Regions from separate parts of the Capra hircus genome. Here region 2 is linked to region 1. A link is a contact called in public Hi-C data. All regions are on one chromosome and are shown on one strand. The core of a region is the stretch at or near the end of the contact, and the rest is flanking DNA. Distances in the headings are between cores, read along the strand shown. Region 1 overlaps GGCX (vitamin K-dependent gamma-carboxylase). Region 2 holds the start of CAPG (macrophage-capping protein).

What was found. A called contact is a pair of places that touch in the nucleus more often than the background predicts.
Region 2: a contact with region 1 is called in a Hi-C map of blood, with 2.2 times the contacts expected there. The contact joins the promoter of CAPG here to the enhancer-like site in region 1. A contact is called at or near these places in 4 of 5 Hi-C or Micro-C datasets (blood and liver).

Annotation. Positions count from the first base shown.
Region 1 is chr11:48,979,574-48,983,193 of ARS1.2, reverse strand. GGCX (vitamin K-dependent gamma-carboxylase) reads right to left here. Exons shown (of 15, transcript XM_005686722.3): 11 at 3,327-3,496; 12 at 2,983-3,113; 13 at 2,339-2,486; 14 at 1,969-2,164; 15 at 1-1,549. The coding sequence ends at 1,357. Among named protein-coding and RNA genes, the nearest start is that of GGCX, 11 kb to the right of the region's middle. Within about 2 kb of position 1,438, at least 2 of the 5 cell types and tissues checked have an H3K27ac peak or open chromatin away from gene starts, as enhancers often do.
Region 2 is chr11:49,107,281-49,110,809 of ARS1.2, reverse strand. CAPG (macrophage-capping protein) reads right to left here and starts at 2,261. Exons shown (of 10, transcript XM_018055383.1): 1 at 2,187-2,261.

The DNA of each region.
Region 1 (3,620 bases), core at 189-2,688:
AAAATGGAAGAATCAAAAAAACAGCTGCCATTCGGTAATAAGCAGTTGTGGATGAACGCATCTTGTGTTTATGACAGTTAAGAACTCTGGGATAGCCAGGTGGAGCTAGATAAACAGTTCTAGAGCACAGGAAAGAAATCTAAGCAGCGGCATCCTTGGAAACCATGGAGTGGACATAGTCAACCCAAGTGTATATGGTGAAAAGCAGCCACCTAGGAAAGAACCCTGAGATTGGATGGAGTGGAGCATGGGAAAAGAAGACGGAAAACAAATGTAATCCTTTATCAAAGTAACTGGGACTGCCAGCCTGCTGCCGCCGGCCTCTGCCTCCACACAGGGTTCCCAAGCAGGGCCTGTTTTTCGTTTGTTTCTGTTAATTATGCATTCTCACTTCCTAGCCCAGTGCCAGGCCTTTGAATTTTCACAGAATTGAGGATCTTCCAGAATCACATCCAAATCTTACACATCATGACTGTAAACATCTCCTGATTTCATTACATTTGGTTAAATCTCACTTTATATCACCTCCTGCTCATTGAAAACTAGAATAATGCTAAATACTAAGCTTATTTTTTAGATATATATCACTACTAATCATCTAAATTCTGTTGTCAGTTTAACTTTCTGCTATTCTATGCTCATAACCCCTAGTGAAAAACTGGCTGTATAAATAATAGGAACAAAAAAAGAATCAAAATTGCAGTGAAGAGAAAATTACTCTGCATCTAAAACCTGATCACCATCCTAATCACACTTTATAATCAGACAAGTTTTAAGCTATGTTATTTCAGAATTACTGTCAGTGATTCTGAAAATTTTAAGAGGCAGGGTGCAGGACTTTATGCCAAACAGACTTGAAGTTCAGACCATCAGTCAGTCCATCCCTTATTAGGTATATGTCTTTGAGCGAATTATACTACCTCTCAGCCTCAGCTTCCCCAACCACAAAATAGGGCTTATGGCTCTTAAGGAATAAGTGTAATAATTCTAGGACAGGGCTTCACACAGTGCCTGTATATGGCAAGCACTTAATTAAGAACAGCAGCTGTTATTTTCATGGACCATTAACTCTCTTCTGGCAAGGAGCAAGTCACTTTAAACCTAATTCTTACCCCTTGAAAGACATTTTCACATTGTTTTTTAACCCCACTGCCCAAGCCCCTCAACCTTGGAATTGATAAATCTTATCCTTGCCTTATTTCCTTGGTCCCTCTAATCTATCCTCTCTGAATTTATTATAGCCATGGATATGGAGGAAAAACAAAAAATCTGAAGTAGTGTTTTCACATGTCCACTGCCTTTGTAATGGTCCTGTGACTGGCTGCTGCCACATCTATACTCCACATCCGGCCTCCCTCAGAACTCTGAGTGGACAGGGTGAGAATCCGGCTCGGGAGGGTTAGGATTTGAAGAATCTGTGTTTACAGGACTCGGCTCTCCCGCTGGCTCAAAGGGTCGCAAGTTGGCGTAAGTCACTTCTTGGGCCAGCTGCTCCAGGGAAGGGCGGCCTAATGCCAGATTTCGAAGTGAGATACAAGTCATGAGAAAGCTGAAAAAGATGGGAAAAAGCCAGCTGTCCAAACTCCTATTTCAACACAGGCAATCCTGCCAAAGCTCTCAGAGGACACCTGGTCATCTGGCCTCTCACCCACAGACAAGAATCTCCCCCCAGACACCCCCATCCCAGCTGGAAGGGCACCCCACTCTTCACACAGTCTGAGGATTCCAGGGTCGGGTAGGAATAACCCACAGGAGATAAGCTGAGTCAGAACTAGACAGTGCCCATCAGACATACCATTTACTCTCCCAATAAATCAGGGAGAGGAGCAAGGAGAGAGGAAAAAGGGAGAAGTTTAGCACTGGATTGTCCTCTTCGGGGAAAGTCCCTACTGTTACTCTCACCAGAGAACAGTGACCCAGCCTGCAAACATCTGATGACAAAGACAAGTACTATTGGGTAAAGCTTACCTGCGGCGAAAGATAAAGAGCTTTCGCAGCAAGAAGCGGACAAATCGCTCATAGAAAGGGGCATTTCGCCGGCGTTCAATCTCTTGGAGCCTTTGCTGGCGTCTAAGGAAGGTCTGGACCAGTGGTGTTGGCTCAGGGCCACCTCTGACTTCCCCTTCGAGCAGAGGTTGCAGCTCTGGAGGCAGAGGCCCTGTTTCTGTCCGGAAGAGGGCAAAAAGAGGAATCACTAAGAAGAGAGCATTCTCTCTTCTAGAACTCCTCTTTCCCCAGCTAGACGCTTCAAATTCATTTGTTAAGTGGGCAGATCCTCGATCATGACCCCGACTTCCTATAAAGTGGGCTCTCTCAGCCCAAATCTTCAGATGCTCACCACTTCCATTCTCCACCTTCTCCTTCAATTCTTGAAGATACGCCAGGTCTTGCTCTAGTGCAACCTCTGTAGTGTTGACGTAGATGTACATGTAGCAGGAAGGGCTGGACGACACTGTGTACACCTTATGGTACTCACCAGCAGGCAACTGAAAGGGGGCAAGTAATGGATCTCTCACCCTCTAGCCTTTCCCTAGCCAGCCTGTGGCCTCCCTCCACTTCCCCACCTCCATCTTTTTTCTTGTATTTTGGAATCCAAAGGAACTGACCTCTAGAATCCTGTGCGAGGCTATTTATAGCCCCAAGGGCCCTTGCTTTTTCAGCCCCAATGCATTGTTGTTATTTAGTCGCTAAGTCGTGTCCAACTCTTTCGTGACCCCATGGACTGTAGCCCACCAGGCTCCTCTGTCCATGGGATTTTCCAGGCAAGAATGCTGGAGCAGGTTGCCACTTCCTTCTCCAAGGGATCCTCCTGACCCAAGGATTGAACCTGCATCTCCTGCAATTGGCAGGTGGATTCTTTATCAATTGAGCCACTAGGGAAGCCTCCCACTGCATTACTGTTACGTTAAAGGATTTTGCATTTATACTAAATCAACTGCACTCATCAAAAGTTTTCTATCATTGTTAATTCAAGCCAAACACCTGCATTTTTTCTCCCTCCTGAAGAGTCTGGTTCTTCTGTTCTGCCACCAGCTCCACGGTCACCTCCCCCTGCAGCAGCTGGATGCTAGTGTTGCCCAGGTCTTCGCTCACGAAGTTCTCCAGGTGCAGCCCTGCCAGGGGCAAGAGTTCCCATCCCACCCCAAGGTGGCGTGAACTCACTCCCAGTCACAACAGAGAAATCACACCTTCACCAGCACTTCCACCTCGGGTTTCAAAAACCAGCCTCCCACCAGGAGCAGACCCTCCCGGCTCCATCACACACTGTGTCTCTGGCCTAGGAGGCTAGGAGGGAGACAGCAAAGCCTTTGTACTTTTTTTCATACCAGGGAAATCTGCAATGAAGACCACTTCGGTGTGGTTGTCCAGGCTGCTCTTGATCTCCTGCAGTTTAGTTCTCCAGGGAGATAGGTCCATCAGCAGTGGCTGCAGCCAAGATGTACGCTGGAAGGGGGACCAGGCAGCCTGCACGATGTCCACACGAGGGTCAAAAATCCTTAGGGAAAGAAATCATGTTCTAAGGCCATAGCCACCTACATACCGAAATTTCCAGTTTTGTTCATCACTGTTCCCAGATAGAACAAACGGTTTTCCAGAAAGAAGAAACAGCCTATGTCAGC
Region 2 (3,529 bases), core at 1,012-3,511, 130 kb before region 1:
CCCTGGGAACAAGCACTGAATCTGAATCTCTCTTAACCGAGTGCTTAGATCCCTGGTCAAATTCCTAACAAGTCAATAGTAATTCTAAGGGTGCAAGTTAGGATAATGAATGGTCTGTAATGCCCTGTGCTCACTAAGCCTTCCCAGGTGGCACTAGTGGTAAAGAACCCACTTGCCAATGCAGGAGACATAAGAGATGCGGGGTCGGGAATATCCCCTAGAGGAAGGCATAGCAGCCCACTTCAGTATTCTCGTCTTGGAGAATCCCATGGACAGAGGAGCCTGGTGTGCTCCAGTCCACAGGGTGGCACAGAGACGGACCTGAGTTAGCACACACTAGCGCATGCTGGGTGCCTCTAGAGTCCACCCTTGCTCAGCTTCTCATTCCCAGAGGTTGACTATCACATTCTCAGCCTCAGGCGCTCTGAAGGACAGCAATAAAAAGAATCATGGTTCTGGCTCTACCCAGAGGCCCTCTTGCCTTCAATACATCATAAGGCCCTGGAGCTAGTCTGTCCAGCTAGCTTGTTTGCTTTCCAGAGGAGGCTAGGGGGACCCTGAGAGCACAATGACTGGCCCACGATCACACAGCGGGAGGCAGGTAGAGCAAGGGAAGAAGCTTCCATGCCCTCCTAAATCTGCATGGGAGGATGCAGCTAGAATCTGTACACGCTCCAGAAGGAAGTCAAGGGCCTTTCAGCCCAGGACTCTGGCCCATCTCCCCAAGATATAGGCCAGGCTTGGCCCAGGGCTAATCAACAGACTTGTTTGAGATAAGATTCAGCCTTCAGGGCCCCATCCAGGGAGTGGCAGTGGAACAGAATCAATCCACATGTTAGAATTTCTGGACTGGAACAAGATGAGAAGTTAAATGTTCTCTTCAAAGAACACAAACTCTAGCTGGTTGGTACCTGAGTGTCTCCAGGTCCTTAAAAAGAGGGTCTGATGTAATGGAAAGATTGAACAGTTTGATTACTATTGATTCTGCTTCATCTTTCTGGCAGGCTGCAGTCCATGGAATCGCAGAGTCAGATATGACTGAGCAACTGAACCACAACTGCTTCCTCTTGCAAGTGACTTAACTTTCTGTAGCCTCCCTGTGCCCTATCTGTAAAATGGGCATGAAGATAAACAAGCAGATTAAATGAGATGGTGTAATTAACAAGCAAATGATAGATGGTGGCTCGGTGGTAAAAGAATCCGACTGCAATGCAGGAGACTTGCAGGAGAAGCAGGTTGGACCCCTGGGTTGGGAAGATCCCTCGGAGAAGGGGAATGGCAACCACTCCAGTATCCTTGCCTGGGAGAACCCATGGACAGAGAAGCCTGGCAGGCTGCAGTCCATGGATTCGCAAAAGATTCAGACATGACCGATCGACTATTCAACAACTAAACAAATAATAGATGCTCAATAAACCTAGATGGCTTTCTCTGGCCAACAGAGAATTTATCCCGGGGCCTCAGTTCATGCGCCCAGGATCTCTGGAAGCAATCCCCCTGCCTCCTCCCCCAGTTCACAATTTAGCAGAGGAATGGGAAGTTAAACCTCAGATCACTCCTGGGGTTTGACTTTCCATTGTCGCCCTTCTAGAACCCCACCCCAGCAAGGCTGGTCCACTCCGGTGTGCACCAGGGCAGAACCTGAGTGGCTTTGGGGCTCTAGACTCCTCAGTGACCAAGGGCACAAGGATGAATCCAACTCACTGCTCTCTTTCTACACTGGAGCCTCACCTGGCTGAAAAAAAGGTGGCCCCATCACGGAGGAGGGCGGAGGAGGGTTTGCAAACTAACAAGGAAACAAACTAACAAGGAAACAAAAGAGCAGGTCGTTTAAGAGAATTTAGGAGTCTCAAGCCTCGGAAGTCTAACAGTACACACTGCTATTACTGACATTATCTGGTAACCAAACACTAAAACTTCTTTTTAACAGACTCATATTTCTCCTCCCTCTCCAGTCTCCCAGTGAGAGATGCTCAGTTGGTCCCAAATGGAGTAAAATAAACATTTCTTGAGCACGCCTGCTCCCTCCCGCCCCTCCTTAGGGGAAAGGAGGAGAAGTGATTAGACACGCGGGTGCACCCCTAAGAAAAGAGCGGGGAGCAGGCTGCCCCGTGACCAGCTGAGCCCCTCAGGAGCCTCCAGGGGGAACTCAGGCGCCTGCTGGTCAGACCCCAAGCGCTACTTGCCTGTCTGCGCCTCGCTGGCTCGCTCCGGGTACTGCTGCCCTCCCCTCCTTTGCTCCCAGGCCCCAGCCCAACCCCCGCCCCTGCCCCCGACGTGAAAGGCTGGAAGCATCCCCGCCTACCCGAGTGAGTCAGAGGGGAGGGCCGAGCCCCTCGCAGTCATCCCTCCGGTGGAGGCTCGGCACCGAGAGGGACTGAGAATTTGGGCTGGTATTAGGGAAAAACTAACATTACTGTGTGGTAAACTTGGTCAGTGCAAGACTGTGTTCACATCCCATTCAACTGTTAGATCCTTGAGCTGGATTAAGCTGGAATAGCTACTTCTCCTTTAGTGCCTGCTTTGTACTCCGTGCTTTAAAATCTTTTATTTATTTATTCCACCACACACACCGCCCAACCCCCTCCTCCCCCCGCCCCGCACTGCATTTGGGATCTTACTTCCCCACCAGGAACTGAACCCACGCCCGCTTTGGCAGAAGCTCAGTGTTTCAACCACTGCACTACCAGGAAAGGAAGGAAGGAAGGAAAGTCGTTCAGTCGTGTCTGACTCTTTGCGACCCCATGGACTGTAGCCTATCCTCTGTCCATGCGATTTTTCAGGCAGTAGTACTGGAGTGGATTGCCATTTCCTTCCCCAGGGGATCTTCCCGACCCAGGGATCGAACCCAGGGATCGAACCCAGGTCTCCCGCATTGTAGACGGACGCCTTACAGTCTGAGCCACCAGGGAGGTCCCTGTATTTGGTGCCTTAAACGTGACCTCGTTCAGTCCTCACAACTATTTGTCGTTATGCTGCCTAATAGATAATCCTCTGAGTGGCTCAGAGAGGGTGGGTCACAGGTCTAGGGTCACACTGCCAGTTCAGTAGTAGAACCAGGATTCTAATACAGGCTAGTGTGGGTTCAAACTGGTGCAGGAGATATAACACCCCACCCTTCTTTTTTATTAAGAGGGAAGCAGCCCAGCCAGTGTCCATACTTGGAGGCCAGGTCTTCCTTAGGTGAACCACCAACAGTCCACACTCCCACGCTGGCTTTTGAATGAAGACAGCCATACACAGCAGGCCAACCCCCGCAAGATGTCAGCTGACAAGAAGCCCCAGGATTAGGGCATGGCTCCTTGACCCAGAAGGAAGAGGACTTTTCAAGCAGCTTGGAAAATTGCAACCAGTATGACTTTCTCCAAGGCCCACTGATGGGGTCTGATTCAGTTCAGTTCAGTCACTCAGTCACGTCCAACTCTTTGTGACCCCATAGACTGCAGCATGCTAGGCTTCCTTGTCCATCAACAACTCCCAGAGCCTACTCAAGTTCATGTCCATCGAGTCGGTGATGCCATCCAACCAT